Linked DNA regions of Sus scrofa: regions 2, 3 and 4 are each linked to region 1. A link is a contact called in public HiChIP or PLAC-seq and promoter capture Hi-C data. All regions are on one chromosome and are shown on one strand. Each heading gives the region's core, a stretch centred on a gene start, on an enhancer-like site or on the middle of the called end of the contact. The rest is flanking DNA. Distances are from core to core; before and after follow the strand shown.

Region 1 (7,861 bases), core at 73-2,572:
ATGTGTACGGTATTTTAAGAGATTTTCATGCAAATGCCTAAGCAATCTCGGCCCTTCACCTCCCAAAGTCTATCAAGTGGCTTAGAAGTGAGAGGCTGAGAGTCAAGGAAGAGCCAGGTTGAATTCCCAAATCTCTGACTTCCAAATTCCTCAGCTCCACTCCAGAGCGTCTCTAAACAGAACAGTCCCCCCAACAACCAAGCGGAGAGCTGCTGCAGAAAGCGAAGCGGTCACCATAGGAACTTAGCGCGCAACCCTAAGCTCCCAAGAAACGACAACAGGGCCAAAGTTTGCTCCTGGAGGGCTTCTCTGGACCACAACTCTGCTCGCTACTGCCCCCCAGTCCAGTAGCTAATACCCACCTCAGGGGTCGCCCACAGTCCCCAACCCCCGCCACACCTGCCTTCTTGCAGCTGCCCTCTCAGAGGCCTTCTGGAGAAGGAGATGCTTCACCCCAACCCGACGCATCCCCACGCTTCTACCTGGGGCTGCGGGTCCCTTCCCGGGCTTCTCGGCCCGCCGTCCTCTCCGGAGCTCATCCTGGCGACTACCAGGACTCAACCTCCGCTGAGGAGCCAGGTCCCTCTCGGTCTCCATTCTCCGCCCCTTCCCCCGCCTTCCCACCCTAAATCGACCTGGCCCCGCCCCGGCGGGCGGAGGGAGGCGGGACCCGGCGGGAAGGAGGCTGGGGCCGTTAGCGCCGGCCGGCGCCGCCGTCGTCAGCCCCGCCCTCACGCTCTGTACCTGAGGGGGCTCGTCCTCCACCTCCCCGGCGCCTTCGCTCCGCTTCCGTCCCGCGCGCCCCAAGTCCCTGTGCGCACGCGTACCTGGCTCGACACGCCCTCTCGCGGGGACTATAAGTAGTGCGTACGCACCCACGCACGTAGCGACGCGTACGTCCTCCCTCTCGCCTTACAGGGCGCCGAGAAAAGGCCTCTTCCTGGTCCATCCGCGCCGCGCACGCCCACGCAGCGTCTAGACGACCCTCCTGAGCGTCCCGTCTCCTAGTAACCAGCCGCTATCCACTTTCCCAAGACTTTTTCTTTCTCTGTGCCGGCTGTGCGGCACCTGGGTGGAACGCGCATGTGCATGGTTATCTTGCCTCTGGCAGCCTTCTCTCAGCTCAGACACCTGCTCCTTCGCTGTCGCTTTTTTTGTACTATTTTTCCCGGGGATCGGATATCATTCTTACCCATGTTCAGTGAACTCTTTGCTCCCCAGAGTTGCTCTTGGGAGCAGGGAGGGTGGTGAGCTCTTCAGCCGCAGTCAGGAGCCGATTTTCGAGGAGCCCCCCAGGTCCGGTCCTGAAGCTGCAGCCTCTGGGGAGAGAGCTGGCGTGATCCGGTGAGCTCTGGCAGTCTGCAGTCTGGGGACCTTGCGGACTCTCTTCTGCCTTGCATAATCCAGTCTGGGTTCAGTCTGGGGAGTGACAGAACTAGCCATGAAAACGCAGATTCCTGACCGGTATACCTTATCCACAAAAAAGAGAAAGGGTATACTATCTCCCTTGATATTTAATGTTGTATCGTTTGTTTTCCTTATTAATACCATTTAAACTTGTCTTTCAGTTAGCAGGCTTCAGCCTTGGAACACTCATTTAACTTAACCAGGTGTAGTATTACTTTTGGCCAACCATGGTAGTACTGACCATATTACCTAAAAGTGAAGAAATGAGCTTTTTAGTGAAAAAGAATGAGAATTGCGTTTTTCTGGCAAATTTTTGGAGCCCAGCTTGAAATACTGCCTTCTAAACATTTTTTAATGTTTAACGTGTTTCATTTTTCTTAAATATCCCAATTACTTCTTAACTCTAATGGTGGCTTTATCTCCCTGTCATTTCCTGCAAATGAAATAGATAAACTAGGTTTTCAAAGCTGTTCTCTGATGATCTTGCTATAGTATTCACCTGTGTATTTCAAACATAATCTCACATTTGAAGAGACTAGTAATTCCTGTTTTTGCCAGGTGAGTACTCATTTTTGTTCCCACAATATGTTATTGACAGACATAAACAAATTTTGTTAGAACAAATTTCACTGGAGTGCATTTAATTATGTGCCACATCTTTCCAATTTGCTCTAATTTTTTATCATGATTTGTGCCAGTATATTTTCTCATTATTTCGTAGCCTTATTTTCAGATATCATATACTTTGTAAGTGGAGATACTAGAAAATTAAATTGAGGAGTTCCCGTCGTGGCGCAGTGGTTAACGAATCCGACTAGGAACCATGAGGTTGCGGGTTCGGTCCCTGCCCTTGCTCAGTGGGTTAACGATCCGGCGTTGCCGTGAGCTGTGGTGTAGGTTGCAGACGCGGCTCGGATCCCGCGTTGCTGTGGCTCTGGCGTAGGCCAGTGACTACAGCTCCGATTGGACCCCTAGCCTGGGAACCTCCATATGCCGCGGGAGCAGCCCAAAGAAATAGCAAAAAGACCAAAAAAGAAAAAAGAAAATTAAATTGAGTATCCGCGTTATTTGAGATAAAGAAATCAGAGGTCCCAAGAGGTACATTAATTATAGCTAACCGATAAAATACGTTATAAAGAAGCATGAGCTCTCAAAGACCATCAAAGTAATCTTAGGGAAAACGGTATAATCTCATTTCCTCCTAAAATACTGAGATTGTTTGAATAGGACGTTCTCACTTTCAAGCATTATTGAAAACAAATAGAGGGAAATATCAAAACCTCAAAACTCAGATGGAGCTGAAGGCTTGAGAGGAGAGGGGGATTATTTATATGGAAAGTAGGAACGTACTTCCTTTAGGGGAAAAATTATATGCAACCTAGATATTACTAATGATACTTTGGAAAGAATGTAGGAAAAAGATGATTTTAAAGACTAACCAGGGCATGAAGATTTTCTTTGCTTTTCCTATCAAGGACTACTGACTTCTTCCTCCAGCCCAAGAAAGTGAAAATTGTCTTCCCTCTGTGGAAACCTGTAGAGTAGCAAGTGCCTCATTCTGACCCACCTAACCCTTTGTAGTACCTTTGCTCTCTCCCTTGTGACAGATAATCCTGTGCAATTCTAAGATCAGGTTTCTCCGTCATTTCATAAGCCTCAACATGGAAACCTCTATTTTGCCTTTTTTCTTCCTTGGTACCACTCTCATTCCCTGAAAATAATGGGACTCAAGTTACCCACATGTTAAGCTGCTTGTTCCACAGCTAATCCATGCTCTGCTCTTTTTTTTTTTTTTTTTTTTTTTTAATTGGAGAGTTTGTATTGCTGTATCTTCAAGTGTACTCTCCCTTCATGGTGCCAATCCCACCGACAGTATTTTTCAGGTCCAACTTGTATTTGTCATTTCTGGAAGTTTGATTTTAAAAAAAAAAGTCACTTCTCACCTCATCATGTTCATGCTTTGCTCTGCCTTTTTGGAAGTATGGAATGGATTTTAAATGGCTGTTAATTATGTATAAATTCTCTCATCTGTCTCATTCCTGGGATTGTTTCTGTTAACTTGATTTTTCCCCTCCTGGTTATGAGTCACATTCTGCTGCTTAAGTTCTTATTGGCTGCCAAACATTGCAGATTTGACATTGCTGGGTGATGGAGGTTTTGGTTTGTGCTTTTCCTTAAATATATTTAGGCTTTGTTTTGAGATGCAAGAAGTTTACTTGGAAACAGTTTGATCCTTTATCGCTGCCCTGAGTAGTAACCACTAGCTGCATGTGGCTATTTTAATTTATGTTACTTTATGAAAGAGTTTCCACCATGGCTCAGTGGTTAACGAACTAAGGAACTCGACCAGTATCCATGAGGATGGGGGTTCCGTCCCTGGCCTCATTCAGTGGATTAAGGATCTGGCATTGCTGTGAGCTTTCGACCCTTAGCCTTGGAACCTCCGTATGCCACGGGTGCACCCCTAAAAAGACAGAAGACAAATAAGTAAATAAATAAAAATAAAATAAAATGAAATAAAAATTAAAATTCAGTTCCTCATTTGTATGTTATACATTTCAAATTCCAATTTCCCCGTTTTGTTCCCTCTCTCTTGCATTGGTGATTCTGTAGTAGAATTTTCACCTGCCAACACCCATCCCTCTGTCAACTTCAAATGTGGTATGTTTTGTGTTTTGTTGATGTTTTCTTTTTAATTTTTTTTCAACCTTGTTTTTGGAACAAGTTTTAAATATACAGAAATTTAGCAAAAATAATATACTGAACAATTTTTTAATCCTTTCTCATGTAGAGTCAAGTGTTGTTAATATTTTGCATATTTTACTCTCCCATCACTAGATAATTTTTAATTTTTTATTAGAGTATAGTTGATTCACAGTGCACACCAATTTCTGTTGTACAGCAAAGTGACCCAGGCATATGTAAATATATATATTTCCTTTCTTATATTATCTTCCTTCATAGTCTACCTCAAGAGACTGGATATAGTTCCCTGAGCCATACAATAGGACCTCATTGCTCATCCATTCTAAGTGTAGCATTTTGTATCTACTAACTCCCACTTCATCCCACTCCCTCTCCCCTCCCTCCTGGCAACAAGTCTGTTCTCTGTGTTTCTGTTTTGTAGTTAATAAAAAAACGGTTCATTTGTGCTATATTTTAGATTCCACATATAAGTGATATCATGTGATATTTGTCTTTCTAACTTCACTTAGTATGATAATTTCTAGTTGCATCCATATTGCTACGACTGGCATTATTTCATTCTTTTTATGGCTGAGTAGTATCCCATTGTATATATGTACCACATATTCTTAATCCATTTGTCTATCAATGGATGTTTAGGTGCTTCCATGTCTTGCCTATTGTGAATAGTGCTGCTATGGACATATGGGTGCATGTATCTTTTTGAATTGTAATTTTGTCCCAATATATGCCCAAGAATGGGATTGTTGGATCATATGATAGTTCTATATTTAGTTTCCTGAGGAACCTCCATCCTGTTTTCCATTGTAAATTTTAGCAATTTACATTCCCACCAACAGTGTAGGAAGGTTCCCTTTTCTCCACATCCTTTCCAGTGTTTGCTATTTGCAGACCTATTAATGATGGCCATTCTGACTAGTGTGAGGTGGTACCTCAATGTTTTGATTCACATTTCTCTAATAATTAGTGATGTCGAGCATTTTTTCATGTGCCCATTGGCCATCCGTATGTCTTCTTTGGAGAAATGTCTATTTAGATCTTTTGCTCATTTCTCTTTCTCTCTCTCTCTTTTTTTTTTTTTTTTTTTTTTTTTTTTTAGGGCCGTACCTGTAGCATATGGAGGTTCCCAGACTAGGGGTTGAATCAGAGCTGTAGCCACTGGCTACATCCACATCCACAGCAATTCGGGATCTTCAACCCACTGAACAAGATCAGGGATGGAACCCACGTCCTCGTGGATACCAGTCAGGTTCATTAACCACTAAACCACGACAGGAACTCCTTTTTGCTCATTTTTCAATTGGGTTGTTTGTTTTATTTGTTGTTGAGTTATAAGAGTTGTTTGTATATTTGGAGATTAAGCCCTTGTCAGTTGAATTTTTGTTTTTCTCATTCCGTAGTTGCTTTTTTTTTTTTTTTTCTTATTTCATAGCAAATAATTCATTTACTAAGACATTTCATGGAATTTACTTAACTCTTCAGAACAGTGTTTATTTGGGATCCTCCTTGGGCATTTCACTAGGTTCTTTTCTCAATGGCCTCCCAGAAGCCAGCTGTTTGGTTGGTTGGTTTGTTGGTTTTTTGGCCACCTCTGTGGCATGTGGAAGTTCCTGGGCCAGTGATCAAACCTGCACCACAGCAGCAACCAAGCCACTGCAGTGGCAATTCTGGATCCTTAATCTGCTACATCACAAGGGAATTCCCCACGGTTTGTCTTATTTTGTTTGTTTGTTTGTTTATGATTTCCTTTGCTGTACAAATATCACTAGATAATTTGAAAGCAATTTGTAGATATGATTTTTTTTCTTTCTTTTCCTTTTTTTTTTTTTTTTGTCTTTTTAGGGCTGCATCTGAAGCATATGGAGGTTCCCAGGCTAGGGGTTGAATCAGAGTTGTAGCTGCTGGCCTACATCACAGCCATAGCAATGTGGTACCCGAGCCACATCTGGGACCTACACCACAGCGCAAGGCAACACCAGATCCTTAACCCACTGAGTGAGGCCAGGGATGGAACCTGAGTCCTCATGGATCCTAGCTGGGTTTGTTACCACTGAGCCACGAAAGGAACTCAGCCTGTATCTCCTAAGAACCAGGACATTCACTTATATAGCCACAGCACAGTTATCACATTCAGGGGATTTAATAATGATGCAACATCATTATCTGATAAACCATCTATAATCAAATTGTCCACAAAATGGCCTTTGTGATACATTTCCTGCCCCACCCCTCCCCCATTCAGGACCATTCATTGCATTTGGAAATCTCTTTAGTATCCTTTCATCTGGCGCTATTCCTCAACTTCTGTTTGTCTTTCATCTGTTGACATTTTTGACTGCAGGCTATTTATTTTATATAGAGTCTCAGTTTGGGTTTATCTGATAGGGTTCCTCATGATTAACTTACGCGTTTGTGAGAGAAGGGTTTCCTTTTTAAATAATCAAAGAGGGAAAACCAAAGAATAGAATAAACTCAATGCTATTCATTTGAAGGTAGGATTGGATATTTATTTGATGAGAAGAAAAATTCATCGAGTTCCAAATCAAAGAAACAGTTATTTGCTAGCATAACAACATTTGAGTAACGACTGTGTTGGGGTTACTACAGTAGGTCCTGAACTGCTGTGTTATAGGTTCAACACTGACATTCGATCTCAAATATGGATAATCAAGGTCTCAAGGTGATATCTTTAGAAATATTCTGTCAACAAATGATTAGGGGAGTTCCCACTGTGGCAACAGGATATGGCTGGCGGTATCTCTCCAGCACCAGGACACAAGTTTAATCTCCTGCCTGGCACAGTGGGTTAAAGGATCAGGCATTGCTGCAGCTGCAGCTAGGTCACAGCTCTGGCTCAGATCTGATCCCTGGCCTGGAAAGGAACTCCATGTGCCAAAGGGCAGCCAAAAAAAAAAAAAAAAAAAAGATTAGGGCTTGATGGGAATGGAATTGTTAACTCATAAAACATAAGTATGGTACCTAAGCATTAAAGCAATACCTTCTAAAAAGTAGTTCAGTGCTTTCATCCACAGTTGTGGAGCAGGTTCCAGATCTCACACTGCTCACTGCCATCTTCCGTGAATCACTGTGCCCTAACAAGCTCTGGCCTTTCCTAAATCTTCGCTGCCTTCCTTGTGCCAGGAAGCTGGTCCCTTCTGCCATCCTGGACAACTCTGCTTACCAAACTCCCTCCATCTTTTTCAGAGCCCAGCCCTGGCATAGGCCTCCTCCTTTCACAACTTTTCCAAACCCTCCCTCCATGTTGCATGCTCATCTCTCTTAGCAGATCAGACATTCATAATAAAAGGTACTGCTTCTTTATGGGACATCTTTTTTTTTTTCATTTTTTTTTTGTATTATGGCAAAATACACATAACAAAATTTAGCATCTTAGCCATTTTTAGGGATGTAGTACAATGTAATAAATACATTGATAGAGCAGTTCTCCTGGGTTCCCTTACTCTGCTGCTGTCTACCTAGGTACCCCTTCCCAATAAGGTCTTCTGCTTTGCCTAAAGAAATAAATCAATAATGCTATGCTGTCATCACTACCATCCATCTCCAGAACTCTCTTCATCTTCCAAAACTGAAACTCTATACTCATGAAACAATAACTCCCCACGATAACCACCATCCTATGATCTGTCTGTGTGATTTTGACTTCTCGGTACCTCACACCACTAGATTCATACAGTATTAGTCTTTTTATGACAGTTATTTCACTTAGCATAGTCCTCAAGGTTCATCA
Region 2 (7,816 bases), core at 4,248-6,747, 480 kb before region 1:
AGCTGTAGCCTAGGCCACAGCTGCAGTCACTGCAGTCGGATTCTTAATCCACGCACCGCAGCAGGAACTGCTTGTCCTTCCTATTTTTGACCAGATATCTGGTGTGCTTCCCCGAAATTCTGACTGGCCCAATTCGTTGCCACCGTTTATGTTTTTTTTTTTTTTTTTTTTTTTATTATTTTCCCACTGTACAGCAAGGGGGTCAGGTCATCCTTAGATGTATACATTGCAGTTACAGTTTTTTCCCCCACCCTTTCTTCTGTTGCGACATGAGTATCTAGACATAGTTCTCAATGCTATTCAGCAGGATCTCCTTATAAATCTATTCTAGGTTGTGTCTGATAAGCCCAAGCTCCCGATCCCTCCCACTCCCTCCCCCTCCCATCAGGCAACCACAAGTCTCTTCTAAGTCCATGATCTTTCTGAGATGTTATGTGCTGGATATAGATTCATATAAGTATTCATATTATTTTCTTTTTTTTGTTTTCTCGTTAGATTCTCTAGTTCATCATGTTGCTGCAATGCATTTTTTTTTTATGCTGAGTATTTCTTTTTATATACATCTTCGATCCATATTGTCGATGACTTTATTGTTTCATGTTCTATTCACAAGATTTAAAAAAAATTCAGAACTGTCCTAGATCAGTTTAGTGGGAAGTTATAAAGTCAATACAAGATATTCCTGCCATCACAGAACTTAACTAGCAAGCAGGAGAAGTTGTACACTTGCCAAGTTCACTGGCAATGTGAGCAAGTCACAAAGCAGAGGAGGAGGTACGAGGGAGAACAGGGAATGGTCTTCAAGGGGTTCTATTTCCCAGGAATGTAAACTTATAAAACAACATCTGGATAAAGGAGAATGAACTTGAATCTTCTGAATCATCTGAGGTTTAATGACATTAAACCGATTTGGAATTCATGAGGGGAAAAAATCAAAACCTTTTATTCCTATTAAAGAAATAATAAAACATACACTGCTTATAAATATTAGCTTTATGCAGTGCTGGACAATATAAAAGACCACAAAATCTTCCTACTCAAGCTAAGTTCCAGTGCAAAAGAGTCAAGCAATTTTGAGAATAAAAACCCTGTTCCGTTAACTTTAAACGCTCAAACAACCACAATCAGGTGCTCTAAAACCTCAACAGATTTAGTGCTGGTTCTCAACACTTTAGAAAGATGCTAATGAGGTTGGCTAGAGTACTACCTAAGCAGAAACACCTGGTGCAATTATGCACCAGGAAAAATGTAACTCACAACCCCCGCTCCAGGAATTTCCCCTCAGGGAGGTTTTTGACACCCCAACTCTATCACTGCAGTGCTCCCCCAAACTTTTATTTTGCAAGTGCCACACTCCTAGTTTTTACCGTGAAAAAAAGCTGGAGGGTACCACATCTATGGCATTCCTGATCCCCGGTAATCTTGGTTCTAGTTTTTACGTCTGCTTGGGTCCTAGATCTGAATTGTCATCCACATCAAGGGAATCTCAAAAGTGAACCAGGACAAAACAGTAGCAAGCTTCTTTGCATTATTAGGTTCCTCCCTTAAACTCTGTAAGGGGGTGGCCCATATGAACAATGTGGAGACAGATAAAAGACTACAACTACACAAAAGACTGTAATTTATAAACTAAGGCTTCCCAAACTATATCCAAGACTGTTTCTTTTTCACAGGCTTTCAGGGTATACTGCCAACTGCCTAGTGGGAAGATCCATCTAGATACCAAACTTAAGAGAAAGGTTACTTCATCTTCCTTCACCTCCACTTCTGATGGCAGACTGCTAACTGTCCTTTAGTATTCACGCTTCCCTTTTAGTGGGGCATATGGCAGGGCTAGATTTCCCAGCCACCTCGAAGCTGGGTAGTCATGTGACTAAGTTCTAGCCAATAAAATAGTCCTTATATTTACTGACATGTAAAACTTCTGGGTTGGTACTTAATAGAAAGTGGCTTGCCCCACTTTCCTCCATCCTGTTATTAGGTCTGATGATGAGGAAGCAAGGCAATCTTGACCATGGGTGTGAGAGTAACATCTTGCCTCCCATTGTAGCCCCTGAGACCACAGATCAACAGTGTCCATGGATTAGACTAGATCCTGCTTATAGGCACAGGAGCAAAAGAGAGAATTCTCTATCTTGTTTAAACCACTGTTATTCTGGGTCTCTGTAACATTTATCTGAACCTATAACCTAACTAACACACTTCCAAGCTTGTGTGGTCAAGCTCAGTGGTTCCCAAACATGGCTGTGCCCAAAGTCAACCTGGGCCACTTTTTAATTTGTAAGAGAGATGAGAATAGTTGGAATTTGTATTTTTTTTAGGACTGCACCCATGGCATATGGAAGTTCCCAGGCTAGGGGTCTAATCAGAGCTGTAGCTGCTGGCCTACACCACAGCCTTAGTAACACAGAATCTGAGCCGTGTGACATACACCACAGCTCACAGCAACACCAGATCCTCAACCCACTGAGCATGGCCAGAGATCGAACCTGAATCCTCATGGACACCAGTTGGGTTGTTACCGCTGAGCCACAATGGGAACTCCAGGAATTTGTACTTTTAAGTGCTCCACCCCCATCTACAGGTGATTGTGATGAAAAGCCAAAGGTCTGGAAGCTGTTAATGGAGACAGAAAGGAGTTAACTTGTAACTGAGTTCCTTGGGCATAGTTTAACTTGTTTGATCTCCCAGGAGTCATAAAATCCTGTGAGATCAAAGACGTTTTTCCAAGAGATGCCTTTTGAACCTGCTTTTTCCTTGCTTCTCTTCTCCAGCCCCACTGGAGTTTACATCCCTATCACCATTACCCTGAGTTTCTCTGAGCCCCTTTATTTCCTTGACTATCTCTCACTGCAGCCCTCGAACTAAACAGTTTATATTGAATTCCTCCCTAACACATGGTCCAGCAGCTTTTCAGGTGGGATAGACTGTCCAGGAGAGACTTTGGTATCATCTGCCGAGAGATCACAGTAATTCTTTATTCAGGGAGCTGAAGAATCGAAAAACCGTATGTATCATAAATTAGGTGGCCATACAAGAGCAGGCACAAACCTCAGCAGAACCTCCCTTGGTCATGTATCCTTAGTAGGAAGTGCTGGGCTGGAGCTGCCAGTGACACCATCCAAGAAGGCAGGCTATCAACCTGGATTTGCATAACAAGAACTGCCTCAGTATTGCCCTTTTATAGTCCAGCTGAAGTGACCATTCAGGATGAATTTAACAAACTATAAATGCATTTCCATTTAAGAGACTGTTTTAAACATCACATTCTCCTAGTCAACCCAATTCAGCAACAAAAAGGCCACACACTCAATGGGGGAAAGTAATGTCTGTGCCATGTGTCCTGGTCCTTATCTCTGCCTACAGCTTTCAAGCTTCCCAGAGATCCCATTACTACATAGAGGCAAATGTGTCCCATTCAGCTGTGTGCCCTCTGAATTAGACTTGTCACTCAAATGTTTGCTAAATCAACCAGTCACGGCAAAAAACCAACTTCCTATTCTCCTAGCCACCAGTATTCCTCTGCCACTTCCAGAGTTTCCTTCCTCAGTCCTGCTCTGTGCCCGAGCTCCTCACTCTGACACACAAGAGCCTTCACACATGGTGACCTTCCACTCAAGCCTCAGGTCACGTTGCCCAGGCTACAGGCCAGCATGGCGCCAGCTCCCCATAGCGCCCCCACACCTCCCTGTTTCTGCAATGCTGTTCTCTCAGATTCTCCCCACAACCTCCACAGCCCCCACTCCTTTACTTAATAAACCACTACTCAATCTTTAAGGCTCAGATCAAATATCACCTCATCCGTGACAAGTTTCCAAATTCCAAGTAAGTTGCTCTCCATTGGGTGCCCAAGGCATTTTCCTCCCCTACCCATTAAACAAGATTTCCTAATTGCTTACATTACCCTTATCACAGGAAGTTAGCCCCTTACACATCTGTTCTTCCCATCAGACCAAGCCGATGCAGGTAGTGATTGTAACTAATTCATCTCTGCATCACCTGTGCCTGGTATAATTGCTGCCACTTAGTAGGTATTTACTAGGAGCTGCCTGAATACATGCACCAATGAAGCAGCAGGAAGGAAACAGCCGGGGACAGGGCACCTCAGTCTCCTCAGCTGAATGACCAAGTTGTACAGATAATCTCTTACATTCATATCTGCTCTGAAGTTTTACCAGACACCGGGAGGCCAGTCTGGCCAACCGCCCCAATCAGGGAACCAAACGTAAAGCAGAAATCAGTAGAAACACCTGATATAACCTCTGGGGGTAGTTATTTTTTTCTTTGAAATAAGGGCAACCTTTTTCTTCTTCTTTTTTTTTTTAAGGGCCCCACGAGTGGCACACTTAAGTTCCCAGGGTAGGAGTCGAATCAAGAGCCACACAGGATCCGAGGCGAGTCCGGGACCAACACCACAGCTCAGAGCAACGCCGGATACCTAACCCAATGAGCAAGGCCAGGGATGGAACCCGAGCCTCAAGGATACTTGTCGGGTTTGTTACCCGCTGAGCCACAATGGGAACTCCGAGGGCAACTTTCTGAAATCATATCTCCAAATGCAAAAATAATTACTGACTACCCTCTCACCAGGCTGTTTTAATTGGAAAATGTTTTTGTGCTTTAATTGGTTTTCAGGCCAGAACCCAGCTCCCCCGTCAGCTCTGAAACCCACTGCATTCAAATTGGCTCCTGAGAAGAGCTGTGGCTGTAGTGACGGAAAAACCTGAGAATAACCTTCCATTACCGCACAAAACCAGCAGTAGGGGGAGCTCTAAGATACAAAGTGGAGAAAAGGCGCTTACAACTTACCCAGGAGTGCACGGAACTCCAGCTCAACAACAAATTCTAACCAACACAAGGCAAAACATAGTATCTTTTCAGCCACAACTGAACAGAGAAAAACGAAGCTACTAGCCAACACAGTGTGCCAAGCTCTAACTTACTGATTCTTATCAGTTGAATAGGAAACCTGTCTATTCTCCTTCATGCCTCCAAAACCTAGCAGAGTGGCAGCATTCAATGCCTATTTTCGCAACTGAAACGGTTTCCCTTTTACAAAAACCAATAGGGAGGTATCTTTATCTCCAATTTCACACCGTTGGAAAGTGAGGCTTAGACAGCGGATTTGCCCAAATTCATTAAGTTGTTGCGGCGCTCAATACCCAGGTCGGAGAACTCAGAGGCACGTCTTTTAACCGCCAGCGGCCTGAGCGGGGCCCTTCGCCGGCCCCGCCTCCCGCTTCGGGCTTCGGTCACCCCGAGCCCCCGGCCGCGCTACCTGGAGCACGCAGTCCGACTGCAACAGACACGCGCCCAGGTCCTCCTTCACGCCCGCGCACGCGCCGCCCTCCGGCTTGTCCTCGTAATACCGAGGCATGACCGCGCCTCCCGCCCGCCGCGGCCGGGACACACACGAGTCTGCAACCGAGCCCGACACGGTAAGACGCCAGCGACCCCGCACAGGGCGGAACCGGAAGCCGGCAGCAACCACTTCCGGCGAGCGCGCTTTGGAGGGCGAGACCCAGAGGCCGCGCTTGCGCACGCGCGGCGAAACTGGGTCACGTGACGTGGTGCGCCTCCAGCGTCGCCGACGTTGCTGAAAGGGAAGTTGGTCCAGCGGCTGCTGAGCTCGGCTGCTGCGCGGATGTGCTGGGTCAGTTTGGAGCGGGTGGAGGTCGCCGCGGGGCTCTAGGTGAGACCTGCCGATCGTCGGTTCCGCGCACGTCTTGGGCTCGCCCCGGGCCTTTTCCTCTGCCGTCTCACTGCCCTGGGTCACCTGGCCCTAGAGTGACCGCGCCCAGGTCCGGCTGCTCGGCCTGTGGTAGGACTGCCAGGCAAAATCAAGGAGGCCAGTTACAGTTGAATTTCAGATAATTCAGTAATGTTTTGCTATGCGTATGTGCCACGTAGTGTTTGGGACCTGCTTATACTAAAAATTACTCCTGTATTTGAAATCCAGATGTAACTGGGCGCCCAGTGTTTTTATGCTTAATCTGGCCGTTCTATCCGCGGCCCGGGTCAGCGGGAAGCAGCTGGGCCTGGAAGGCGCTGCTGGCGTCCCGGTGGCCTGGGGCGTGAAACTGGGCACTGAGCTGCTGGCACGGAGCGTGGGGGCTGGACTCCCACGCTGTCATTCCCCACCTAAACCACTTACTTTGGAGTTTTGGTTTGTTTTGACATCACATTCTAGGGAATGAATTACGTGCTGGTTATACACTGATGGACCTGTCTGATAGGGCATTTATTTTACCTCGTCCATAACATGGTTTCTGTTTGGCTTAAGCAAAGGCTTTCCCCTAAAAGCCTTAGTTGGTTAAGAGCAAAAATTGAAGGGTGGAATTTTGAGCCAGAGTACGTGAGTTGGAAGTTTGTTTCCAACACTAGCTCTGCTCTTAAGAGGGTCACTTCATCCTCCAGCGCCTCCGTTGTCGCTCTCAGCAGTAGCTCGCTGGGACCGTGGTTGAGGATCTAGGGAAGCGAAGTGTGGGGAATGGATGGACCGTGTAACAGTTCAGAAGGGCGTGGGGCAGCCCTTGCCTGAAGTGTAATCAGTTCTCCAGCCCCCAAACCGGCCTCAAAACCACCTGCATCCCCTTTTAAGCCCTCTTCTTAAGGATCCGAGCCCAAATGTAAAGTGATCTCCCACCTAAATAATTCAGAAGAGGGGTGCTAGCCAGCCATTCCTTCGGATAACTTGTAAAAGAGTTTTTTCTCTTCCATCTAGGAAGATGTTACCAAGTACTTCAGTGAATTCCCTATCCCAGGGGAATGGAGCACTGAATTCCAGGGATGCAGCGAGGCACACAGCTGGAGCAAAACGCTACAAATACCTGCGCAGGCTTTTTCGTTTTCGGCAAATGGACTTTGAGTTTGCAGCCTGGCAAATGCTCTACCTGTTCACGTCCCCACAGAGAGTTTACAGAAACTTCCATTACCGAAAGCAGACAAAGGATCAGTGGGCCAGAGATGACCCTGCTTTCTTGGTCCTATTAAGTGTCTGGCTCTGTGGTAAGTGTTAGTTTTTTTGCAATAAAGTTAAAGAATAAATTGAGTCTTTCAGGTCGGACTTGTCATTTCGAGAGTCTTTTGTTATCATCATGTCACAGGTCACAATTTGAGGATCTCTGAAACTGTTTCTGCCTTTCTGGAGCCTCACAAATCTCACAAGACGGAAAGTGGTATTCTTCCTGGTTCTGAAGGTCCCAAGCAGATGCCAGAGTAACCTGTTTCCTCAGAACTTTGAAAAGCAGAGGACAGAGTCACCCCATGTCTTTTTTTTTTTTCTTAAGGCTGCACCTGAGGCATACATAAGTTCTCAGGCCAGAGGTCAAATCCGAGCTACAGCTGCTGGCCTACACCACAGCCACAGCAACACAGAATCCGAGCCACGTCTGTGACGTATACCACAGCTCATGGCAATGCCAGATCCTTAACCCACTGAGTGAGGCCAGGGATTGAACCCGAATTCTCATGGATACTAGTCGGATTTGTTTCCACTGCGCCACAACGGGCACTCCGTTCCATGTCTTTCAACTACCATGATAAAGAAACTGGTACCCAAATGCAAACTTCCTGTGAAAAAGGACTATTGAGCTTAGAGATTGCATTTTGCGGTCAGCCCAGTGCAGAGTGGGAGTTGTAAAAGCACTGATGGGAACTCGAGAAACTACTTTTAAGTTCTCTTGTGGTACAGTGGAAGGGTCTGAACCACCTTTGGGGTGTTGGATTTTTTTCACCTCTAACTGGACTTGAGTATATGCATGCCTTTTCAGCACTGGTGGTGTTCTGTATATTGGGGCTACTCTGGTGAACCATA
Region 3 (7,446 bases), core at 686-3,185, 270 kb after region 1:
AAACATGTCAACAGATGCATTCGCTTCCATTCTTCTAAATGGTATAGTTCAGCCTTGATGCTGGGGAGAAGGTTTATAATGTTAGAGAAAAAAAAAGATCACATTTTCTCTTAGTTTCAAAGATGCCAGCAAGTTTAAAATTTGTAGTCCACATAGTGTTCTGCTGACAACCAAACACTTCACATTAAGAATTCTTTAAATTTTTTGGCCACATCTGCAGCATGGGCTAGGGAGTGAACCCATATCACAGCAGTGACAATACCAGGTCCTTAACTGCTAAGCCACCAGGGAACTCCAAAAATTTTTATTTAAATAAGTTTTAAAATTTCAATAGGTTACAGGAACTCTCTCAATTACATATTTTAAAATAATTTTATTTTTTTTACCAGCAATAATCAGATGGTGATTTTATGTGTATCCTTGGGTTATTACCACAGAATTCAATTTATAATTTACCTATTAGAGACTGTTGCATCTCAATTAACTATGAAATATTTGCATCTACTACTGAAGCACTTTCAAGAATCGGAACAAACTCATCCGCCCAGCTTCTTTTTCTTCTTCTTCTTCTTTTTTTTTTTTTTTGCTTTTTAGGGCCAAACCTGTGGCATATGGAGGTTCCCAGGCTAGAGGTCGAACTGAAGCTACAGCTGCCAGCCTATGACACAGCCACAGCCATGACAGATCCGAGCCTTGTCTGCGACCTACACCACAGCTTGCGGCAATGCAAGATGCTTAACCCACTGAATAAGGCCAGGGATTGAACCTCATGGTTCCTATTCAGATTTGTTTCAGCTGCACCACAACAGGCGCTCCCTGCAATCCTCACTTCTGATTCCACTTTTTTACATGAAAAAAGCTGAAAAAATGCCCTTCATTTCATCTTGTATTCCTGGAGCTAGCTGTGCTTGAATACTACAGGTGCTCAAAAAACATTTGTCAATGGTTGAAGGAACATGTGCCTAGCTTTTGTTCAAATTACCGTTAAGTTTAGAAGTATTTCTGGGTTTAAAAAACCAAAATCTAAGATCCACATTAATGCTATAAAATTTTAAAGAAGTTGTTTTTCAAATACATAAAATTTATGTCACTCTCCCTACCTCCAGAGAAAAACACAAGGCTGTGACTCTCCATATGGGGCGGATGAGGCAGAAATCTAGATTCTAAACGTTGACTTGATTGTCAGAACCTGTTATTACCAGGGTTCTAGAGGATGCTCATCGCCGAAGTTTTATAGGCTGAGCTCAGAATTTGCGATAACTGGATGCAGAATCAATAAACAAGAGCTGTTCTGGGGCCGGGTGGAGGTGGACACCGCATTCAGAAAGGGTGGAAAGCAGATGGTGCAGTGATCCTAACAACTTCATTCTTAATTCTAGAAACCAGAAGCTTCTGATTCTTTTTTCAGTTCAACTGAATGAGGGGCAGGCACTTGTCCTCAAATCACCTAACCACTTCCTTGATTTCCCCCCCCGTCCCCCTCGCCCGTGTACCGCCGAAACAACCTTGGGGCCTCACCCTTCACTGCAAGCCAGACACTTCCCCAAAGTATCCTGGCCACTCCCGGCGCCTCCAGGAACAGATGAGGGCAGAATTCAGGTCGCCCCGACTTCAATGCCTCCCGGGGCGCATGCGCCTAAGCAGCCTCCGCGGCGCGGACACCTGCGTCTGAGCCGCGCCCCTCCCCCGCCCCGGCCGGATGCCTAGCAGCTGGGTGCCCATTAGCCCCAGCATGCGTAGCTGGTCTTTTCACAACCACCCTCTGCCTCACCTGATCTCTCGGCGATACCTGAGAAATGAAGAACCTGGCGGGGCAGAAGAGCAATCCACTCAGGATGCAGCCTCGTAGCAGCTGCGGGTGGCAGCGAAGAGTCGTCACTTCCGCCTCTTCATTGGCTGTGACTCTCACGCGATACAATCTCCGAAGCCCCAGGAAGTTGCGGGGGCTGGGGGGGGGGAGGTGTGAGGTGAGCCCTTCTGCGCAGGCGCTCCTTCCCCACCCTCCCTGCCCCAGCCGCCGGGAACCGAGGTGTTCCAGCCTCGGGTAAACACTCCAGCTGCGAGAGAGCAAAGTATGCCGGAGGTTGTAGTTACATAGTGCTCATCCTGGAGCTGGCTTTCTTAGGCTTTGACATTCTGTTCCATCAGAAATGAAGTAGCTTCTATCTTGCTTAGGAGTGACAATCCAGCTTCATTTTTATTGTTGATTGAAAATTTCCCCTCTTTAAAAAAAGCTAAGTTATAATTTATAACGGCATGATTAGTTTTTATGTAGTTAACCCTCGTCCTATCATCGTCTAGATGGGGATATAGAACACTCATAACCCCAATAGGGTTCCCTCGAGACTTTTCCGGACAAATTTTTAGCACTCGCCCTCGCTTTGGATGTAAAGATTACGATCTACTTTGGAGAGTTAATGAGTGTGTTCTTGTTTTCCGGTTTTTGTTTATTTCGGGGGTCGGTAATTACATACTGCAAAATTCATGAACTTGACTGAGAGGCCCAAGGACGTCCCTGGATTTCTCTTCGTCCCTTGGGAACGTGGAGACCGCTCACCATTAGTTCATTGTGGTTCTTTCCTGAACTTCACGCAGCTGAGAGTACAAAAGTATAGAGGTGGAATGGTGGCAGGGAATCACAAAGTTTATTTCTGAACTAAGCTACAATTCCCCAAGTGTGTGTTCCCTTCCCGGTAGGGCTTGACGGGAAATTTTCAGCTTCATTGTCCACTTTGGGTTCTAGAACTTGGAAACTGCGCGGGCGTCGGTGCTCGGCGGACGCTTGTGGGCAGGGGGCGCTCGAGCTCCCGCCTGGCGGGCGGGTCACTGGAGACGCTCTACCCGAGGCGCAGCTCTCGATGAGCCTCGCCCTGCGTCCCCACGCCGAGGCGGCGGGGCGATGCGCTTGCGCACTCAGAGCTCACACCATATGTGCCCTGTCCCAGTGCGCGGGTCTGTGGAGAGCCGGGTGCGAGAGGCGGCAGCGAAGGGGGGACGGAGCCGAACGGAGCCCGAAGTCAGCCGGAGGACTGTGGGTCTGTGAGAGCCCGAACAGAGGGGCTGGGTCTGCGAGCGCCGCTGACACAGGATGGGGAAGAAGCAGAAAAACAAGAGCGAAGACAGGTAGCCAGTGGCGGGGTCCCCACGGTGGGGGCCGGCGCTGCTCAGGGGGTCGCGCGCATCCCTCGGGCCCGAGGTGGACCGGGGTCGAGGCTCGAGACCCACTCGGCGGGGCACCGGCCGGGCCCAGAGCGGGTCACGCGGGACCGAGACCCCAGTTCCGGGCGGGCGCGAGGGCCTCGGCGGCCGGCGGGTTCCCAGCCGAGACTCGGACCCCTCGCTCCCCTCTCCCGGCTCGGGGAAGGGGTCGCGGCCAGTTGTTTAGGGATCCGCGGCCCAGGGCTCGGGCGGCCTCACCGGGCCAGGAGCTGCTTGGCCATCGCGGCCCGGGGGTTGGGAGGTTTTTTGCGGCCGCACTATTGGCGAGGGTCAAGAAGAGTTCTTTTTTTTTTTTTTTCTTTTTCTTTTCTTTTTTTTTTTTTTTTTTGCCTTTGTACCTCTGAATTCTTGGAGACACAGGGAGTTGGGATCTGATATGCCCACAGCCAGGTTTTCCCACCCTCTCAGCTGCTCGGGTATGTAGGAGTTCTAGGAAGAAGTGGATAAGCTGGTTCCCTCTTAACTTTAGTTAATTTGGGTACAGTTTTCACTTACTTAAAGGCTGATTGTCCAGACTCCATGCTTTTTGCTTTCTTTCTTCCGGCCTGTCTTTTGGTCATTTCTTTGCTCTCTAGCACCTCCCCTAAGGAAGGAGAAGGAGAGAAACAAACCAGCCAGGGTCGCTCTTTTCTAACCACTTAAAAGCCTTTGGAAGTGGAGTGTAAGGATGTAGGTAGAGTTCTGTACCCTGAGATTATTGGAACATTTCTGGGTGTCATCTTCGATTGAGTTCTTTTCTCTTCTCATTGAAAGGGTTTATTTCCTGGGAAGGAAAAATAGCTGTTACTTTTCACCTTTGTATACTTCTCAGTTAAGTTCAGACAGCTAAGGGCGGGGGTAAGATAAATTCAAAACATAAAAACAACCTGTGTTAGTTCATCATTTGGCTCAAACGGTGGTCTTAAAGTAAGATTACTAGTTGTGTCCTCACCTGGCCCTCACCTAGCTGATGAATGGAATTAAAAAACATCCAGGTAAGTCTTGTATTTCAGTTACAGGTGTATTGGAGGAAGTTAATTGCTTTGAAGAGTAGACCTTATTGTTAAACCAGGTAAATAAGACAAAATAAGCAGAATTCTGGGGTGATTTAGTGGGACAAAATTTCTCTGCTTTTGACAGGATGTTTTGGTGCATAGGATTTTTTTTTCCTTCAGCCTTACACAAGAAATAGATGAGTGTAGTAAAGCTTCATGTACTAATTAACCAGATTACCCAGCTTCAAACATTGTTGTCACATAACTGGTCTTTTTGGTCTACCTGCAGCATATTTTAAAGCGACTTCTCAAAAATCCTTTCCTGTGTAAGTCTTTCAGGCATATCTGAAAAATAATTACTTGAGGGTCAAAAAGAACCACAGAAACATAATATAAAACACAACCATAACACCATCATTCAATCTAAGGGATACTATCCATAATTTCTTCAATATTATAAAGTATCCAGTTAGTTTTTTATTTTTTTATTATTTATTTATTTTTTTGTCTTTTTGCTATTTCTTGGGCTGCTCCCTCGGAATATGGAGGTTCCCAGGCTAGGGGTCTAATCCGAGCTGTAGCCACCGGCCTACGCCAGAGCCACAGCAAAGCGGGATCCAAGTCGCGTCTGCAACCTACACCACAGCTCATGGCAACGCTGGATCCTTAACCCACTGAGCAAGGGCAGGGACCAAACCTGGTTTCTAGTCGGATTCGTTAACCACTGCGCCACGACGGGAACTCCCAGTTAGTTTTTCAATTTCACTGATTCTTATTAAAAAAATATATATATTTTTACAATTGGTTTATTTGGATCAGGATTATAGAAATCTGTGCTTTCTTCCTTTCTTTTCTTTTTTTTTTTTTAATGACCACACTTCAGCATATGGAAGTTCCTGGGCCAGAGATAGAATCTGAACGGCAGCTGCAGCCTACACTGCGGCTGTGGCAACACTAGTTCCTTTAACCCACTGCGGCTCTGAAATGACCCAGGTTGCTACAGTTGGACTCAACCCACTGTGCCACAGTGGGAACTCCTGAAGTCTGTTCTTTAGATTAAAAAAAAAAAAAAAAAAAATCCATATTATTTGTACTTAGTTTTTACTTTCCAAATTCTTTCACAATGGAAAAAAGCTCTTGAGAGATTTGTTCTCCTCTGTATTTTTTTTTTTTTAAAGAAAAGGGAGTGTCTTTTGTTGATTCATAAAGATTTTCATGGATGATGTAAAGTTTAAAGTGCCAACACTGGAGCCTGTTGTTAAATAATTGGCTTGGTGGTAGAGAGGAATATTACTCGGTTTTTTCCCCCTGAAACTAAATCTGTAGTCTTTTTTTTGACATATTGAAGGAAAGGTGGCAGTGTCATTGAAAAAGGCATTTTCTCATAAGCCAATGTCAAGTTTGTTTAATGCTTTGTGGACGTCTTTGCTTGAATCCTTTTCAGATTGTATCTAAGAAAATCTAGGAGTTTGCAGAGCCCCATTTAACCAGAATTGCTGCACCTTTTTGTTTTGGTGTTACACAAAAAGACATTTGGGGCAGGGCTGCAAGGGGAGGTGTCAGGAAGGTCCACTGCTTTGTAAGTTAGTTTGCTTTGACTTGTATATTTAAATAGTACTTTCTTAGAGGATATTTTGAATATTTGTAATAGGAACAAAAACAGACTGGGAAGCAAGTCTAAAAGGGGAACGTGTTGTTTTAGCATTAATAGCTTGTTTGTGTAAAATGAGCTATTTATCTGGTTTTACTCTCTTCTATAAAGAGCCCCACTTGAAAAGCTTTTACATTCATCCCACCTTCCTGTCCTTCCATGCTGTCCTAAGCCAGGCATGTTTCTACTCAGGAAGAATTGGGTGAGAAATGAAGCACTTGTCAGGTCTGGGAAAGAACATAAAACACTTCCCTGGTTTAATCCTTATATCATTATTTTAAATTCTTAGCTCCTCAGTACTCATTTAAAATTAGATTTTTACTACTTAATCTGAGTACCTAATTTTATTCAGATCGGGTATGTTTTGTTTTGTTATATCAGTGACCTTTGTTTAAACACTGAGTTCTAGAATTTTGTTTCAGTTTGTATAGTTCTTTTTTTTTTTTTTTTTTTTTTTTTTTTTTTGTCTTTTTGCCATTTCTTGGGCCGCTCCTGCAGCACATGGAGGTTCCCAGGCTAGGTGTCGAATCGGAGCTGTAGCCACCAGGCCTATGCCAGAGCCACAGCAATGCAGGATCCGAGCCGAGTCTGCAATTTACACCACAGCTCATGGCAACACTGGATGCTTAACCCACTGAGCAAGGCCAGGGATCGAACCCGCAACCTCATGGTTCCTAGTCAGATTTGTTAGCTACTGAGCCACGACGGGAACTCCAGCTTGTATAGTTCTGAGAGTGAGATTTTGATAGGTATTCAGCAAGCTTTCCTGCCTTTTTCAGTTTACTGGGGTGGGATTCAGTATTCACGGATCAAACAAAATAGAAGGCCAATATTTTCACTTCTTCCTATAACCTTCCCAGTCATCAGTTTATATAATTGGGACCATGTCTTATGGGATTTTTGTGTACACTAGTGATATCCTACTGTTTCCATTTATTTAACATGATGGATGTTCTCTTGCTGATGTATGCAGGGATAAAAGAATCTCGATTATCTAGTTTTTCAGTTAGCCTACACTTCGTCACTCTGATCCTTTTTAAAAAATTTTTAATCTCCCAAATGTGGTAGTTATATTTTTCAGATTACAAGGAATGTGGTATGTTAACTTAATTGCTGGGATTAATACATCTCCATGCCTCACAAAAGATAGGGCAGGAAGATAAGGTAATAGCTTGACCTATCCCACAGTCAGACTGGGGGTGGGGGTGTCATTCAGGAGTCAGAAAGTCAAGATTCAGTAGAGTTCTAGGATATCTTTAGCTATGATTCTCTGTGCTAGTGCTGAGCTAGTAGAGTGATTCTTCTATTCTTTGATTTTAACTCCACATAGTGCTCCTGTCATTTCTGGCAAAATTGCTCCTTTTTGGGGAGTTCTGGGTATCGTGAGACAGCTGCCTACATTTTAGAGTTTTGTCTTGCTGTCGGAAATTCCGTCTAGTCAGGTTTGATCAGGGTAGCAGGGTCTCTCCCCCGTCATGTTTATGAGCCTGTCCAGAAGGAGCCGTGAGCACAGCAAGTGGTACCCCAAAGCTTCCCAGAGAGGAAATAGTCCAAATGGCAAATAGCTCAGAGAGTCTAGTTCAACAAAGGGATTTACTTGTC
Region 4 (6,949 bases), core at 623-3,122, 420 kb after region 1:
ATTAAAGAAAAGACTATGAAATACATATTACATGTAGTCGTTCTAACTTCTTGTTAGTGACCAGCCTATTGCTGGCGAACACAGGGTTTCTTTTTTCTTACACAGAATCTGAGCTTTGAAGTTGGGGGTGGAGAAAACAGAGTGACCATACATATTCAAACACAGAATTTTGAAAAGGCATTTTCTACTTGAGATTTCAAAGAAATTAATCCTAAAAGTGTGATTCCACCTTAAAAAAAATCTTAAATCTGTACTGCTTACTATGAAAACAGGAGCAAAGTTCTATGACAATTTGGGTACAGATTCTGCCCTCAATAGACCTAAATAAAGATAAGAGAAAAAGAAGCTATGAATAAAAGGACAATCAGAGCAACACAGGGTAAGTGACAAATGAATGGAGAGCCTTCTAGACCAGGGAAGGAGTCCTGGAAAAAGAGGGAGTTTAGATGAGCTTCCAAAAGTCATCGGAAGTACAGGGAGGGAACTACAGGCTAGCACCATCTGCTCTAAGCCAAGGATACGTGGGAAAGCTGCGATGAAGTTTGGAAAGCCTGTAGAAGTTAACAGGATGGGTTACTGTGCAGTCCCCAGAAAGAAGCAAGGTTGTGACTGTCCTACCTTAAAGAGGAAATGGCTAATTCTCAATCCTACAGTGGAGAGGCCAAGCAAAAGCAGACACATACAATTCAGCATCGTTAAAGTCCTTACCAGTTAGCTACAAGCCCTTTTATGGCATCTACTAGTCTATGTTATTTTCACCTAAATACCACTTCCACGCTTAGTTATCTGAAAAGACGTGAGAAACAGAAATCATCTGCAATCTTTTTTTAAATCGGGGGGGGCCGGGTGTCAACTCAGGAGTGATACACCAAGATATTTCTTTACACACTGGGTTTCAGTAGTAAAAGCGGTTAGAGAGAAAAGGAAATGCCCCTTTCCATCGGCACAGGTGCTGAATCATTTTCACAGGAAGCGAAGCGGCAGGTGTGAAAGGGGCACTTGTCAGGACACCTGCGGAAAGGTGCCCTGCACAGCGAGGCAAGAGATAAGTAACACGGAAAACGAAGTGAGGAGAAATTGCCTTCGGAGAGTCGGACACCAATTCCGGGATCCAGTGGGGGGCGAGGGGGCTGCTGCGGAATGAAGGGGGGCGATGCCGCGGAAGGAGACCGGGTGGAGAATCCAGCGCTTGACCCCAGCCGACTGCAGGCGCCGCTCCCCAGCCACCCGCCGGACGCGCGCCCGAATGAATGGCGCGGGACTGAATGGCCGGCCCGGCGCCGGCGCAGGAGGAGGGAGTTTGCGGCTCAGTCCGAGCGGGGCCCGGGAGGCGTCCGCCGGCGGGACGCGGGGGCGCGGCGAGCAGGGCCGCGGGCGCGAGTCGTCCGCGCGGCGCGTCGAAGGGGCGCCCGAGCGCGGGCGGCGGCGGGCCGGCCGCGCCATGGCGGAGGGGGAAGGGGAGGTCACGCGTTACATAACCCGGCAGCTGCGGCGCTCCGGGCGCCGCGGGCCGCCCAGGCCGCGCGACCACGCGCCGCGGTGGCCGGACTGGCGCGCCCTACCCCGCCCCGCCTCAGGCCGTCCGCGCTCGGGCCGCTGCCGGGCGACGCGGGGCCGGTCCCACCCCGCCCCCACCGCCGGCCCAGGGGTCGCTCACCTTCCGCGTTGCCCCAGACCACCATGCCCGGGCACGGCCGCCTCCTCCGGCCTCGCGGGCCCGGGCGCCGCCGCCGCCACCGCCGCCGCCGCACGGTGCCCTCGCTGGGGGCGGGGAAGAGGGCCGAGGGAAAGAGTCGCACTGCCGCGCCGCGGTCCACACTCGCCACACGCTCGCCGGGGCCGGTCTGCGCGCGCTCGGCGGCTGCTGTGCCCCTCCCCCTCCAGCGGGAGCGCGCGCCGCAGCTCCGCCCCGGGCCGCCCCTCCCCCTCCGGTGGCCGGCGCGCTCCCAGGCTCCACCCCGCCCCGCGGCGGCCCGCCCTGCGCGCGCGGCTGCGGCGATAGTCCCCGCCCCGGCCCGCACTACGCCTGGCGCGGCGCACGCGCCAGTTTCCAGCCCTGCCCCGGGCGACCCTAAACGACTCGCTCGGCGCCCCTCCCCAGCCCGCCCGCAGGGGGCACGCCTCCGCGGCACGTGACCGTCTCTCTCGCCTGGAAGGAGAGGAGCGCCGCGCTGGCCCGCCTTTCTCATCTTGCCGCCAGCCCTGCAGCCCGAGACCTGAGGCCTCTAAGTCCGGGTCGCGGCGCTGTCCTCGCCTCAGTGAATCTCCGCCCCACTCTGCACTCCCCAATTGGGAGGACACAAGTGCAGGGACTGACCATGCTTAAAACCCTAGAAGACAGGTCTGAAGATCCGCAAAACACCCGGGTGCCCCGCCACTAGCACTTGATTTACAGTGACATCTAGTGGAGAAAGGGACACACGTGAACTGAGACTGCTGTGTCAGGGAGCAAGTGGGAATGAGGGCCCACAGAGGTTAGTGGGAATGTACACTGCGCCACGGGATTTAAGCATTGCCAGCTCCCGCAGGGAGCTCGAACACTATTGCCCACGCGATGAATGCCCGCCTCCAATCACGTGGACATTTGTAAACCTTCGGCAGGTGTCACATTCCACAAATAGCACTGAGGTTACACGCGAAAGCAATTTGCCACTAATATAAAAACAAAAAAATCGAACGTTATGTATGCTTGAATACCATTTTAATTGAGGGCCTTCCAGCAAAAGACCGTAAAATAAAAGTTACGTAAGGACCATTTCCCCCCTTGGCAGAGTTGGTTTGCCTGGAGATCTCACGTTGGTATTGTATTACAGTACCAGTAGTCTTTATTGTTGTAATGCGCGAACATGACGCAAACATCCCTGTAAAGTCTCCACACTTTTCCCTTATTCCCTTACCTAAGAGTCTTGAGTTTGCACGTGCTTAGGAAACAATTAGTACTCTTGTGAAAACTTATTTTTGCAGAGCTGAGACATGTTTACTAGTAAGTCAGAGAATATTCAAATGACTTGTTTATTTTTTTAAATTAAGCCTCTTCGTTTTTGCCGTTTTATAGACTTATGAATGCACTTCGACTTCAGTATTCTTGTTAGCTAACGTCTCAAAGTCAGGTTGCATGCTTTTCTGAGACCTCACAACTTAATGCACATGGCATAATTTCAACAGGCTCACAGACAGTTGCCAGCTGCAAGATCAGGGTGTCGTCTGAGATGCCACAGAAGTGGCATCCCCTTATTATGTTTATATGTGTGTCAGTATATGTGTATATATGTGTGTGTCAGTATTCCATATATATATAAATGTAAATGTGTATATACATACATATACACACTGCAGGCTGCCGTCGTGGGTGGCAGATGTGGCTCAGATCTGGTGAGGCTGTGGCTGTAGCATAGGCCTGCAGCTGCAGCTCCCATTTGACCCCTAGCCTGGGAACTTCCATGTGCCACAGGTGCACCCCTAAAAAGAAAATAAAAAGAATAAAATAAAAATAGAATAATCTGTTATGCTAGCCTATAAAATATTACACAATGCTTGCAGACGCTCTTATTTTAATTTTATTCAGTCACTTACATTCACTCTCCCCCAAACCCTTCCCTGCACCCTCGGCATGTGATCAGGGACCAAGCAGTGACTCAGGCCCATGCAGTGGGATTCTTAACCCACTGTGCCACAGTGGGAACTCCTATATTCATTCTTTCATTTATTTCCTTCCATTTATTCTTAGGAGGACTATCTTTCCCAGTATAAGGGGAGTTGGGGAAAGCTTTAGGTAAAGCAGTTGAGATGGTCACTCTGGACTCCCACACAGGGAAGCACTTTGGAGCACTACACCTTATTCCTCTTTTCTGAACTTTATTAAAAACCTTTTTTGAAATGTCCAAAGTTACTGACATCTCAAGATCCTATGAAAGTGCAGACCATGACCTTTGTGGGGACAGCCCTAGGTAAGGCCTTGACTCATATCCTTTAACCTCTGTATCCAGCAGTAAACTTTTCTTGGAAAATGCACATCTAGTCTCACATATCAGACACAGAAGACAAGAACATGAAATCTTTAGAAAACAAAGATTTGTTCTCCAGTCCCCTGGATGATATACACACTGTAACTCATGTGATTTACTCTCAGGAAAGAGTGATCTTGCTGATTGTGATAATATATATGCTGTTATGTTGTAAGGCAATTTATACTGAAAGACGAAATAATAAGAATGAGCACAAGCCCACAAAAACTTAGAAAGGAAATTGGAACCAGAGCTGGCTTACCCAGACTTTTTTTTTTTTTTTTTTTTTTCTTTTAAGGCATATGGGCATTCCTGGGCTAGGGGTTGAATTGGAGCTGCAGCTGCCAGCCTACATCACAGCCCTGATCAGAACAGATCCACCAGATCCAAGGAGCACCTGCAGCCTCCACCACAGCTCACGGCAACGCCTGATCCTTTAACCCACTGAGCATGGCCAGGGATCCAACTCCTATCCTCATGGATACTAGTTGGGTTCTTAACCCACTGAGCCACAGTAGGAATTCCCAGGCCATTTTACATAAGGTTCTTGAGGGTCTGGGGATTTTGGTATCCGCAAGGAGTCCTGGAACAAGTCAACATATTTCAGCATCGTTCACAAAATTCAGGATGATTCAATAATTGTGATGAGCATGCTGAAGGCAGTTCATTGTCGCATCAACAGTGAACAAAATGCACATCCTACTCTGAAAAAGTTTCCAGTGTAGTGAGGGAAGCATCTAAGTAACCGTGCACCTGCAGTACAGGCTCAGGGCTGCCGGCAGAAGGTGATGTATGGAGCACAGAGGAAGGGGCCCGGGGAGGCTTCCCAGGCAGAGTGGCATCTCCGTAAGGTCCAAGAGACCAGCCACTCCCATGGAGGAAGTAGCACGTGTAAAGTCAGAGAAGGGAGAGAGAACAGGGAATAGTTTCCAGAATGGCAAAGTGTGAAGTTTGGGAGTGGGCTGGGCAGTGGGGTGTGTGCTGAAAAAGGAGGTGGCAGGAGCGAGCAGGGGTCAGAGCAGGAAGCATGTGCCTGTGTTTTGACTGCATCCTCAGGATGATGAACAACTGAATGGTTTTAAGGGATAAAGTGAAGTCAGAAAGTCACTCTGTTTGCTGCATGGAACACAGGTTTGGGAGGCAGTCAGGGGCACAGGTAATTGTTCAGGTGCCCAGGGGGTGGCTCAGACCAGAGCATCTGGTTTGCAAAGCGAGTCTAATGAAAGAAGCAAAGGGCAAGCTAGGTGAGGATATGTGCAAAGGAGGCATTGTATTGATTGATCATGGAATTTAGTCTACATGAATTTTTTTCCCACAGCATTTTTAGGCCAAAAGAAATACCTAACACTTTTGTTTATTAAGGAGGGAGGGCCCAACAACGGACTTAGTGTTTGTGACATAGCACCTTAGTAGCCATTTGAAAAAAAATTGTGCACATATAGTGAAGGCAAAAATAATGTTATGATTCCGTTATTAAACAGGTATGGTTACTTACTAGTGGGACCTTGGGCTCATCGGGCAGGATAAAATTTCTCAAATTGTGGCATTTCTTTGGGCACTGCCACCCTCATTTCCCACTCCACATTGGCAACAACTATGCACACACAATGCTATGTACTTCATATTCCATGATACCAGGAGGTTCAGGTTGTCCCACTACTAGTAATACTAGGAAGTTAAATCACTTGACTGGGTGGTAACAGCCAGATCTCTCCATGGTAAAACTATATCTTCCCCTATGGATGCTATGAAGTGGTACCTTGTACCAAGTGACCATTCTCTTCAACAACCTTTCACCTAGTGGTTGCAGCATCCTTTGATGATCCTGAACTGAATCAGCCTTTTCATTGGGTTGCAAAGGAGTGATTTTATAATTCCATTGTTCCTTTCACATTTATCAGCCAGCACTTCACTTCTGAGAAGAACTGTCCCTTAGCACCTGGGGTGAAACTATCATTTCTCCTTAAAGAGGAAAGCAAATGCCTAATTATTTTCCTATAACTACTGATTTCCATAGAACAGTATTGTCTAATAATCGTTTCCTCTAACGGTGGCAAATGAGCTTTCCCTTTCTTTTTGTTTTTCCTCATTTTCTTGAAAAATTCTAATGAACTTCGAAGTTTTTATTTATTTATTGTAATTTTGCAGTTTATTATATTTTTTTTTCTTTTTTTTTTTTTTTTTTTTCTTTTTGCCATTTCTTGGACCGCTCCTGCGGCATATGGAGGTTCCGAGGCTGGGGGTCTAATGGGAGCTGTAGCCACCAGCCTACACCAGGGCCACAGCAACGCAGGATCCAAGCTGCGTCTGCGACCTACACCACAGCTCACGGCAATGCCGGATCCTTAACCCACTGAGCGAGGCCAGAGATCGAACCTGCAACCTCATAGTTCCTAGTCGGATTCGTTAACCACTGAGCCATGACAGGAACTCCTTTTTTTTTCTTTCTTTTTTTTTTTTTTTTTTTTTTGATGCACCAATTGTCCCAGATTTTGCCAGCAGTAGCCCCTTCAAACTGGCATCTAACACATGCCAATTAGTTGTTTAAAGTTTTTTTTTTTTGTTTGTTTTTTGGTTTCTTTTAGGGCCGCACCCGAGGCATATGGAGGTTCCCAGGTGAGGGGTCAAATCTGACCAAAAGCTGCCAGTCTACATCACAGCCACAGCAACACAGGATCGGAGCCTTGTCTGCAACCTACACCACAGCTCACGGCAACACCAGATTCTTAGCCCACTGATCAAGGCCAGGGGTCAAGCCTGCAACCTCATGGTTTCTAGTCGGATTTCCCTGAGCCACGACAGGAACTCCTAAAGTGTTTTTTTTAATTAATCTAGTAAGGCTTCCACTATTACCCTTCTCCTCCATCCCCCACCACCCCAGGGTTTTCTTAGCTATTCTTGTCTGCTAACTTTCCTCTTCTGAGATCTACTTGTGTAGTTCTGGG

The links. Promoter capture Hi-C pulls out the DNA fragments that hold promoters and counts their contacts. HiChIP or PLAC-seq counts read pairs in DNA pulled down with a chosen protein or histone mark.
Region 2: an H3K27ac HiChIP or PLAC-seq map of skeletal muscle shows a contact between it and region 1, with 3 times the contacts expected there. The contact joins the promoter of LOC100524554 here to the promoter of TSGA10 in region 1. A contact is called at or near these places in 2 of 2 datasets of contacts at active chromatin or transcription factors (alveolar macrophages and skeletal muscle).
Region 3: an H3K27ac HiChIP or PLAC-seq map of alveolar macrophages shows a contact between it and region 1. The contact joins the promoter of TXNDC9 here to the promoter of TSGA10 in region 1. A contact is called at or near these places in 2 of 2 datasets of contacts at active chromatin or transcription factors (alveolar macrophages and skeletal muscle).
Region 4: a contact with region 1 is called in a promoter capture Hi-C map of liver, with 4 times the contacts expected there. The contact joins the promoter of REV1 here to the promoter of TSGA10 in region 1. A contact is called at or near these places in 2 of 5 promoter capture datasets (fetal liver and liver), 1 of 47 Hi-C or Micro-C datasets (heart right ventricle) and 1 of 2 datasets of contacts at active chromatin or transcription factors (skeletal muscle).

The regions. Positions count from the first base shown.
Region 1 is chr3:55,191,170-55,199,030 of Sscrofa11.1, reverse strand. TSGA10 (testis-specific gene 10 protein) reads right to left here and starts at 1,322. Exons shown (of 21, transcript XM_021087209.1): 1 at 1,193-1,322. It overlaps LOC106508550 (a long non-coding RNA gene), which reads left to right and starts at 925. Exons shown (of 2, transcript XR_002342527.1): 1 at 925-1,965.
Region 2 is chr3:55,674,723-55,682,538 of Sscrofa11.1, reverse strand. It overlaps LOC100524554 (cytochrome c oxidase assembly factor 5), which reads right to left and starts at 5,497. Exons shown (of 3, transcript XM_005655200.3): 1 at 5,279-5,497. The coding sequence starts at 5,377. It overlaps UNC50 (protein unc-50 homolog), which reads left to right and starts at 5,544. Exons shown (of 7, transcript XM_013987864.2): 1 at 5,544-5,692; 2 at 6,725-7,008; 3 at 7,107-7,178. The coding sequence starts at 6,729.
Region 3 is chr3:54,926,247-54,933,692 of Sscrofa11.1, reverse strand. It overlaps TXNDC9 (thioredoxin domain-containing protein 9), which reads right to left and starts at 1,935. Exons shown (of 5, transcript XM_003124892.4): 1 at 1,772-1,935; 2 at 1-60. The coding sequence starts at 30. It overlaps EIF5B (eukaryotic translation initiation factor 5B), which reads left to right and starts at 2,867. Exons shown (of 24, transcript XM_021087192.1): 1 at 2,867-3,123. The coding sequence starts at 3,089.
Region 4 is chr3:54,770,525-54,777,473 of Sscrofa11.1, reverse strand. REV1 (DNA repair protein REV1) reads right to left here and starts at 1,872. Exons shown (of 23, transcript XM_021087184.1): 1 at 1,658-1,872. The coding sequence starts at 1,682.